Regions from separate parts of the Mus musculus genome. Here region 1 is linked to region 2. Evidence: chromatin contacts called from public promoter capture Hi-C data. All regions are on one chromosome and are shown on one strand. The core of a region is the stretch at or near the end of the contact, and the rest is flanking DNA. Distances in the headings are between cores, read along the strand shown.

The links. Promoter capture Hi-C pulls out the DNA fragments that hold promoters and counts their contacts.
Region 1: a promoter capture Hi-C map of the HPC-7 cell line shows a contact between it and region 2. The contact joins two enhancer-like sites. A contact is called at or near these places in 2 of 39 promoter capture datasets (the HPC-7 cell line and maxillary cranial neural crest) and 1 of 115 datasets of contacts at active chromatin or transcription factors (acute myeloid leukemia).

What each region holds. Positions count from the first base shown.
Region 1 is chr13:52,563,079-52,567,130 of GRCm38.p6, reverse strand. No RefSeq gene overlaps it. Among named protein-coding and RNA genes, the nearest start is that of Gm2848, 8.1 kb to the left of the region's middle. Within about 2 kb of position 2,085, at least 56 of the 459 cell types and tissues checked have an H3K27ac peak or open chromatin away from gene starts, as enhancers often do. A contact at or near this core is called in the HPC-7 cell line, where this site is marked.
Region 2 is chr13:51,693,930-51,697,996 of GRCm38.p6, reverse strand. It overlaps a transcript of Sema4d not described here. Among named protein-coding and RNA genes, the nearest start is that of Secisbp2, 44 kb to the right of the region's middle. Within about 2 kb of position 1,311, at least 17 of the 459 cell types and tissues checked have an H3K27ac peak or open chromatin away from gene starts, as enhancers often do. A contact at or near this core is called in the HPC-7 cell line, where this site is marked.

The DNA of each region.
Region 1 (4,052 bases), core at 836-3,335, 870 kb before region 2:
CCTTCTGCACCTATGGGACGTGTGTGACTAAAGCTCTCAGTGTGAGCCTCTCACCTTTCAAATTGTTTATTGAAGGACCTGCACACTCGGAGGGCTCTTATGAAACTGCCTTTTTGTGGCTTTGGTCACAGCTCCGGGAGTGTGAGGCACCACAGGAAAGGACAATGGGGCCACCCAACAGGTGCTGGAGGGCATGGCAGCCCGACGGGGGCCAGCGGCCACACACACATCTTGCTTCTTCAGCACAGGGGGCAGGTGTGGGGTGGGGTGGGGAAGAAGTCATGCTTAGCCTGTGGCAATGCCCAGTGACTATGGAATGAATGAAAGAACTTCTCTTCTGGGAATATGCTTTCCCATTGATGACCCCTTCTCCCGGGACCTCTGCTCCCTTACTGGTCTGCTGGTTTCATGTTGAATTTTTTTTTCCACTTTGAAAACTCTGGGATTAACACTGGGTTTCTGGCATCTTTATGATAAACCGCTCTGCTGGGGGAACAGTTAGGGCTAGCCAGCATCTCCTGGTGTAAGGAGATTGGAGTTAGTCAGCCACAGTTCCTGGCTGAGGCTCCCTTGTGATGCGCACTGACTTAGGGAAGCTCTTCCAAGATCAGGACCCGCAGGGGAGAATGAATGGATTCGTCTCTTCTCTACCCCTGAGCAGGCAGTGACCTTGGGTCCCATACCCATGGTCTGCACGCTTTCAAGTTTTGCGGCTTTCAAAAGGAAGTTGGAGTACAGGTGGTGAGCAGCTTTGTTGAAATGGTGAGGCTTAACACAGTGTGTCAACCACTTACATCATTCTCTTTTTCAAGTTCCGAGTCTCCATTACTGCGAAGAGGTGCAACTGGGACTGCAGGCACCAGGGCCTCAGAATGAGCTCTGTGCACCTTGCTGGGCTCCTACTGTATCTTTGTCTTCAGTTGACCTTCAAATATCCCAGCTATGGCTGTGGAGAGTGAGATATTTTCCAACCGTAACAGTCCTACTTGACTCCCATGGAGACCTCCTCATAGGTCTCACGAGCTTTATCAAAAATGAGTGACCTAGGTTGAGTAGACCACTCAGTGTAGAGTGCTTGCTGCACATGCGTGTGTACCTGACTTCAATCCTTGGGCAAAAGCCATGTATGGCCACACACGATTGTAATTCCAGAGCCAGGGAGGTGGAGGTGGAGATGGGTGAACTCCAGGAGTACCAAGACTGCTTGGCAAAGTTCCAGGCCACAGAGCAACCGTCCTTCAAAAAAAAGGTGGAAGGCATTTGAGGAATGACATTGGAGGTTGTACTCTGACTCCCACAAACATGTGCACACATGTACACACATGCACCTGCACAGTGTTTGTGTATGTGTGTGTGTATGTACACACATACATATATACACATATACACACATATACATATACACATGTACAAATATGCACGCACACTCACACATACGCGCGCGCGCGCGCACACACACACACACACATAAAGAGAGGGAAAGGGAAAGTTTCCTAGAGGTTTTCCTTGCCCGACCTGACTTGAAATCCAGCAGAGGGCACTATACTGTCAGCCAGACAGACATCTTCCTTCTAAGTGAGCAACTGGTAACAGCTGCCAGCTTTTAGCAAAACCAGTCTCATCTGGACAAGGGCTCCCTGTCCAAAAGGAGGCTAAGAACACACAGCAAGGATGCAATCCCATTCCAGGAGAGCCAGCTCAGACATGAAGGCACCAGTGAGACCTTGTCCTCTTTAACAGAGTCCTTACATTTCACGCATGACGAGACACGATAACCGCTTTGTATTCTTCCCGGGCTCTATTTATAGCAGTTATTAATGCGCCCATAATGGAAGTTCTTCTGCTTTTGGGGAACTGACTGTGAGACTAAATGACACCATGGTGACATCCTCTGCCAGGCATTCGGTATGGGCTGCTGCCTCCGAAATTGCCCATTTGGAGAACGTGTGCATGTCACAGGTTGTTTTCAAAAACCTTGAAAAAATGTCTAGCCATAGTTGCTAGGATTCAGATGTGAATGCCAGATTATCATAATGAACAAGCAGGGATTTTTGGCTGGTCTGGGGTTAGTTCCTTCTTTAGCTTGAATGTGACCTCTATGCTCAGGTCACTGAACGAACATTTCTTTACCTGGTTTCCTGAAGCCACATCCATACACAGCGATGTCTGGTGTCCACAGTCACTGCAGACCTTCTCCATTCTGGTGAGCAAGTTATTATCAAAGGCTTCTAAGCAGCCAATACTTTAAACATTTTATGAAAAACAAAAAACAAAAGTGATTCACAGTTGGTGGAGTGTCTGCCTAGAACTCCTGGAGTCCTGGGTTCGATCCCCAGCACCACATAAATGATTTGTGCAACCTCAGCACTCAGAAGGCGGAGGCAGATGGATCAGAAGCTTGAAGTCATGCTTGGCTACGTGGTGAGTTCAAGGCCAGTCTGGGCTACACGAGATTCTCAAGATCTTAAAACAAAACAAAACAAAAAACCGAACTTTTAAGTACATCACCCACGTGACTATGAAAACTGCTCATACCAGCTGTCTTTAGCACCTGATTTGATTGGCAGAGGAATGTCCTCAAGGGAAGCCCAGCCCAGACAATGGTTTTAGGAGTCAGGGCTCCAGGGCTCCAGGGCTCCAGGGCTCCAGGGCTCCAGGGCTCCAGGGCTCCAGGGCTCCAGGGCTCCAGGGCTCCAGGGCTCCAGGGCTCCAGGGCTCCAGGGCTCCAGGGCTCCAGGGCTCCAGGGCTCCAGGGCTCCAGGGCTCCAGGTGTGGCTCTCTCCCCAACCAGTCACAGGAGCAAATCTTGTGAGGGCCGGTTTAGCTCCATCAGTCACCTGGAGTGGGGGGTGTGCTTCACCCAGGAGGAGTTTCAGACAGTGCCCCTCCAAATGCCTTTCCCGACACACCTGTGCTGGCTGTTAGCTGGTTATTTAGAGATGCAGGATTAACTCTGAAGAGTTGGCTGTCCTTCTGTACAAAGGATTTTGGACCAATCTGACTTTGTAAGCAGCGGATGCAGACCAGAGCTAGTTTATGCAGTTGTAGCAGGCGCTGACATCTGACCCCACAGAACTGGGCATCAAACCTCATATGATTTCATCTGCATCACAGGACAACCCTGGCTGGCTGTGCACCTTGCTTATCCTCTATAGCCTCACCCACCAGCCCTTTGTCAAGTTCTGTGAGGGATGCTGTCTCGCCCTCTCTGAGTCATGAAGTAAATGTGGGCGCCATCAGCTGGAGTTCTTAAAAGGCCATGCTTGTGCTAGACATTTTACAAGGTTGACTGATTGGAACTTCAATGGCTCGATTATTACAGGTCATGAGCCAGATTAATATTGGCTCCCATGGGCCTTTATCTTGCCGTGTGTTGCCTATCTCCCTGTAATATAACCAACATCGCCAGGAACTCTTCTGAGAGACTGCTACTTAGATGCAGTTGGGACCTGACTTTTGCTGCAGAGAAAAATTTCAGAACAAGTCAGTGAGTTGAAGACGGGATGTATTAAAATAAGAATGTGGCATGCTTATGTTACAGAGTATGTACCAGAGATGACCACTCTGTTTATAGCCAACTCAAAGTCTATTCCAGCGAGCCGGGACTACACTCAATTTTTCAGGGACCCACCTGTAGCCCTGAATATTTAGACCAAGGGGCTTTTAAAAGGCAAAACTATACCCTGATATCTCACTCAGCAGCTTCAGGGGGCGGTTTGTCCAAGCAAACAGTCTAACAGAACCTAAGAGGTATCCTGACTCTAGGTTCCTAGAATAGAACTGGGTTGGGTCATTTCCCATGGGATTCTCAATCAAGATCAGATTTTAGTTAAGTCTGAAGTGTCCTTGGGAAGAACACAAGGTCTTCTTGCTCTGTCACACTTAGACCTAAATGATGTGACCGTGGGCATGGAGAAAGAGAGCCTTAACATTTAACCATAGCTATCAGTATTATTTTGGGCCCTCTGAAGTGATGATGGTCGATGGAGGTCATCTCTATCCAGGTTTAAAAGATGAAGCAAGAATCTCTTCCATCAATGAGATCATAAGGA
Region 2 (4,067 bases), core at 62-2,561:
GGATTGGATGAGTGTTTTCCCAGTGTATGAGGCAATTCAGACGCCCTGTTCTGCATACCCAAGTGAGATGACCAGGGAAGACATGAAAGCTGCCCCAAGCATGGCTGTGGGGAAGGTCAGGCTGCCTACAGCCTAGAGCTTGCAGGAACTCCCGTTTAGTTCCAGGAAAGGCAGCAGGATCCGGCACTGACTTTTCCTCCAGTCTTTGTGCCCGGGTCTGCAGCCCAGCACTGAGGTCCGGCCATACCCAGCCAGGTGGGTGGAGGGCTGGAGCCGCTGCACTGTCTGACCTTACACTGCAGTTGCTTCCCCGTGTGCTGATATCACTGGGAGGTGCATGTTTATTCTGTCCTGCTGCCAGCTGCCAAAGGTTGGCATATGTACAGCACATGCCATGCCAACACACACCACACTGTGACATACACTACACCACACCACACATACCACATATACCAGGCACCACACATAACTCCCACCACATACTCTCCACACATAGCCCCCAACACCACACATATAATTACCCACTGCACACACAACACATTTATCCCACATTTCACATAACCCCCAGTACCACATGCCACACGTACCACATCTTACATGCCACACACCATGCACCACATATCACACCATACATGCTTCCTTTGTGTACCACATATATAACATCACACATACCACATACACACTCCATACCATATATCATGCTACACATACATGTACACACTACGTACTCAGTCCATAAACACTGCACACATCACACAAACCCCATGTGTAGCACACAGCCACACCACCACCACATCTCACCTATACCAAATACCTACATCACAAGTCACCCACACTACAAATTGCCCACACCGTAAAAGTACCACCCAATGCCATGTGCGCACAAACCCTACAAACTTAAGACACTTACCTCAGGTGCTTTACGAACAGCATAAGCAAATTGCTTTTACCAAGCGGGGTTCCTAAGCAAGCACCTGTACATTTTTGGGTCCCCTCATTTAGTCCCTGTTTGGGGTATGGATTCGGGGGGCCCTAAGAGAGCTGAGGAATTGGGGTAGTGGGGACAATGAAAGCTGCTTCCTTTCCGGGCCTCCTGGGTTCTGGGCAGCTTCAGGATCTGGGCTCAAAGAAACTTTTGGGGCTCCTTTCTCCTAATGGGGGCCTCTGTGGTGGCCAGGTGGGTGGGGCTGGGAAAAGGGAGTCCCTGGTACCTCCCTTTCTCAAGGAGGGCAGGGGCACACCAGAAAGTGGTTTCCCATATCCATGACCTTTAAGAGTGTCCTCAACCATTGGGGCACTTCCTCATTCTGGTTCTTCAGGGGGTGGGTGTGTTAAAGATCACATGACCCTTATAGTGAGATGCAGAACTGGGTGGGGTGTGCCTAGGGTTCCTGCTGCTCCAATTTAGGAATCCATCATAAATGCAGACAATGATGTCTTGAGAGCATCAGCCTCATCCTTGAGCAGTATCTTTAGTCCCCCCAGAGTCCAGAGCCCAGCTCCCTCATTCCCAGGGCCTGTTTCAGTTCACAGTCCTAAGAAGCCACTGATGGCTACATCGTCATCTCTCAAGACTTCCAGGTGCAGTCCCGATTACCTGCATGATGAGGTGCCTGGGGGCAGAGACAGAGAAAGGGCCTCAAGCTTAGCCTCCCCTCACAGGTAACAGACATGCTTGTACTTGGTCTAAATTCCAGGCTGGCCAGGGCCAAATAAGATGCCATCTGAACTAGCAGCTGTCTGGACTAATGGCATGTGACTGATGGGGGAACTCATGAAATCTGAGGCTACGGTATGAGAGAAGTTTCTAGAAGTTGAGGGAAGCTTTGAAAGAGCCCTTGTGGCCAGAGTGCAGACTTGTGGGGACTGTGCAGCCCATGGGGATAGGTGGGTCAGAATCCTTCCCAGGAGGCTTAGTAGTCACTAACTTGATGTCAGGAAGAGCCCAGCCCGTGTGCATGACTAAATACCTGACAAAAGCGAGTCAAGGGGAGGTTTTAATTATGGTTCACAGTCTGAGTCTATGAGGAATGCAGCAGGGGCATGCACCTATAGTCAGGAAGCAGTGTTGCTCAGTTTGTGTTTCAACATCCCCTCCTCTGGGGGCATCACTGTGTAGCCTTGGCTGGCCTGGAATTTTCTAGACTACCACGTCTTCCAGTTCCCAGAAATCCTCCTGACTCTGCTTCCTGAATGCTAGGATTAACGGTGTGTGCCAGCCACCATGGCCAACCTCACAGGCATGCCTAGAGGCACATCTCCTAGGTGATTTTAGAGTGTCTTGAGCTGACAATATCTACCATCACATGAAGGTATTTGAGGCAGGTGGCACAAGACAGAAACAACTGTTAGCTTCAGTGAACCCCTAGCTAGGACATGGGTGAAAGAACTCTGGGAAACCTGTGGATGGGACGTGCCTGGGCAACTGTGATGCATAGGTCCAGTTCTGGGTCCGCCACCCAGTGCCAGATGGCACAGTACTGAGGGGGTGGCACCGTCCACTGCTTTTAATGCTCCTTCTCCCTCTCTTTGATTTCTGCACTCAGAAGGAATTGGATAGTTAAAGAACCAACAGAGAGTAAGTACCTCTTCACCTCTCTCATGTTTTACAGTGATGCCACATTTAAGTTTACAGGTGCTGTGGTGTGGGGTTTGTGGCCAATGTGACCTACATGTTTTCACCCCCCACCACAAACTTGATCTACAAACAAACAACAAAAGCCCGGAGTTAGTGTTTCATGTTCATTCCTTGGTTGTAATACCTCAAGAGTTAGTTGTTCCAGTTGGATTGTAGATTGATACCCAACTGCAGAGGAATGGCTAAAACAATATGGTTCCATGAAAGGCACTGAGTTGCAAAGGAAATGCTTGGCCCTAAGATCTACAGGTAACACCCAAGATCCTACCAGCTCTGAATCCAAATCCACAAAGCTGCTCCTGTCCTGGATCTACACAGGCTCTGTTGTGTCATTGTTCCTTAAACTGTTTCACAGCTGTTTAAGTAGTGTCGGCATAGTATTAAGTACTGTAAGAAATGTAGAAATGATTCCAAGTCTCCAGGAGGAGGTACATGTAGGTTTTCTGCAAACATGTCATTTGATGTCCTCAGGGATCCCCTGCAGATACTAAGGGATGACTCCAGTTGTGCTCCCCAGTTGATGGACATCTGTATACAGATGTGTGTGCGTGCATGTGGATGCGTTCATATACACCTAAATACATGGAGTTGTCGGCGGCTAGAATTGAAAACACTTGAGTAGAAAGCAAATTTAAGTCCGCAGGGCTTGTCCACTAGTCTGCAGCCAGGTGGGTAGGCACAGGTGCTTCCGGAACACGAGACTGGCATGTTCCTGTCTTATGTATGTTTGTTTACTTTTTAATTTTTTAAGTTAATTTATTTTAGAGACAGAACCTTAGCATGGATCTCTGGCTAGCCTGGAGTTATGAGACTTACTCTATAGCTCAGGTTGGCCTTGAACTTATGGTGGTTAACCCTCTGTCTCTGCCTGCTGAGTACCGGGACTACAGGTGTGCTTCATCGTGCCCACTCAATTCTGTCTCAGTGGCATTTTTCAATTATAAAAGTAACACTTATTTATATTTGTTATTCATAAGCTCTTGGAAATTTATTTTTAAAAATTCAAGGGTCTGGAGAGATGCATGGGTAGTTAAGAGCACTTGTTCTTGGAAAGGACATGGGTTTGATTCCCAGCACCCGAATTGTGGCTCAGGATCCCTGCAGCTCCAGTTCCAGAGCATGCCATGCTGCCTCCTCATGCAGGTGGTGCATTGGTAACAAGCCAGCAAAACACCCATACACATACAATAAAACCCATCCCCAGGCTGGGAGGTATTTTAGTGGACAAAGCACATGCTGTGCGGCATGTACGTAATGCCTGGCAGGCAGTTGCAGTAGCCTACCTATAATCCCAGCACTCCCAAGGTGGGAAAGGGAGATCCTTGGAGCATGCTGGCTAGCCAGTCTGGCTGATTCAATGAGCTCATAGTATACTTGAGACCCTGCTTCAATATATATATATATACACAGTGCCAAGCAATAGGCGAAG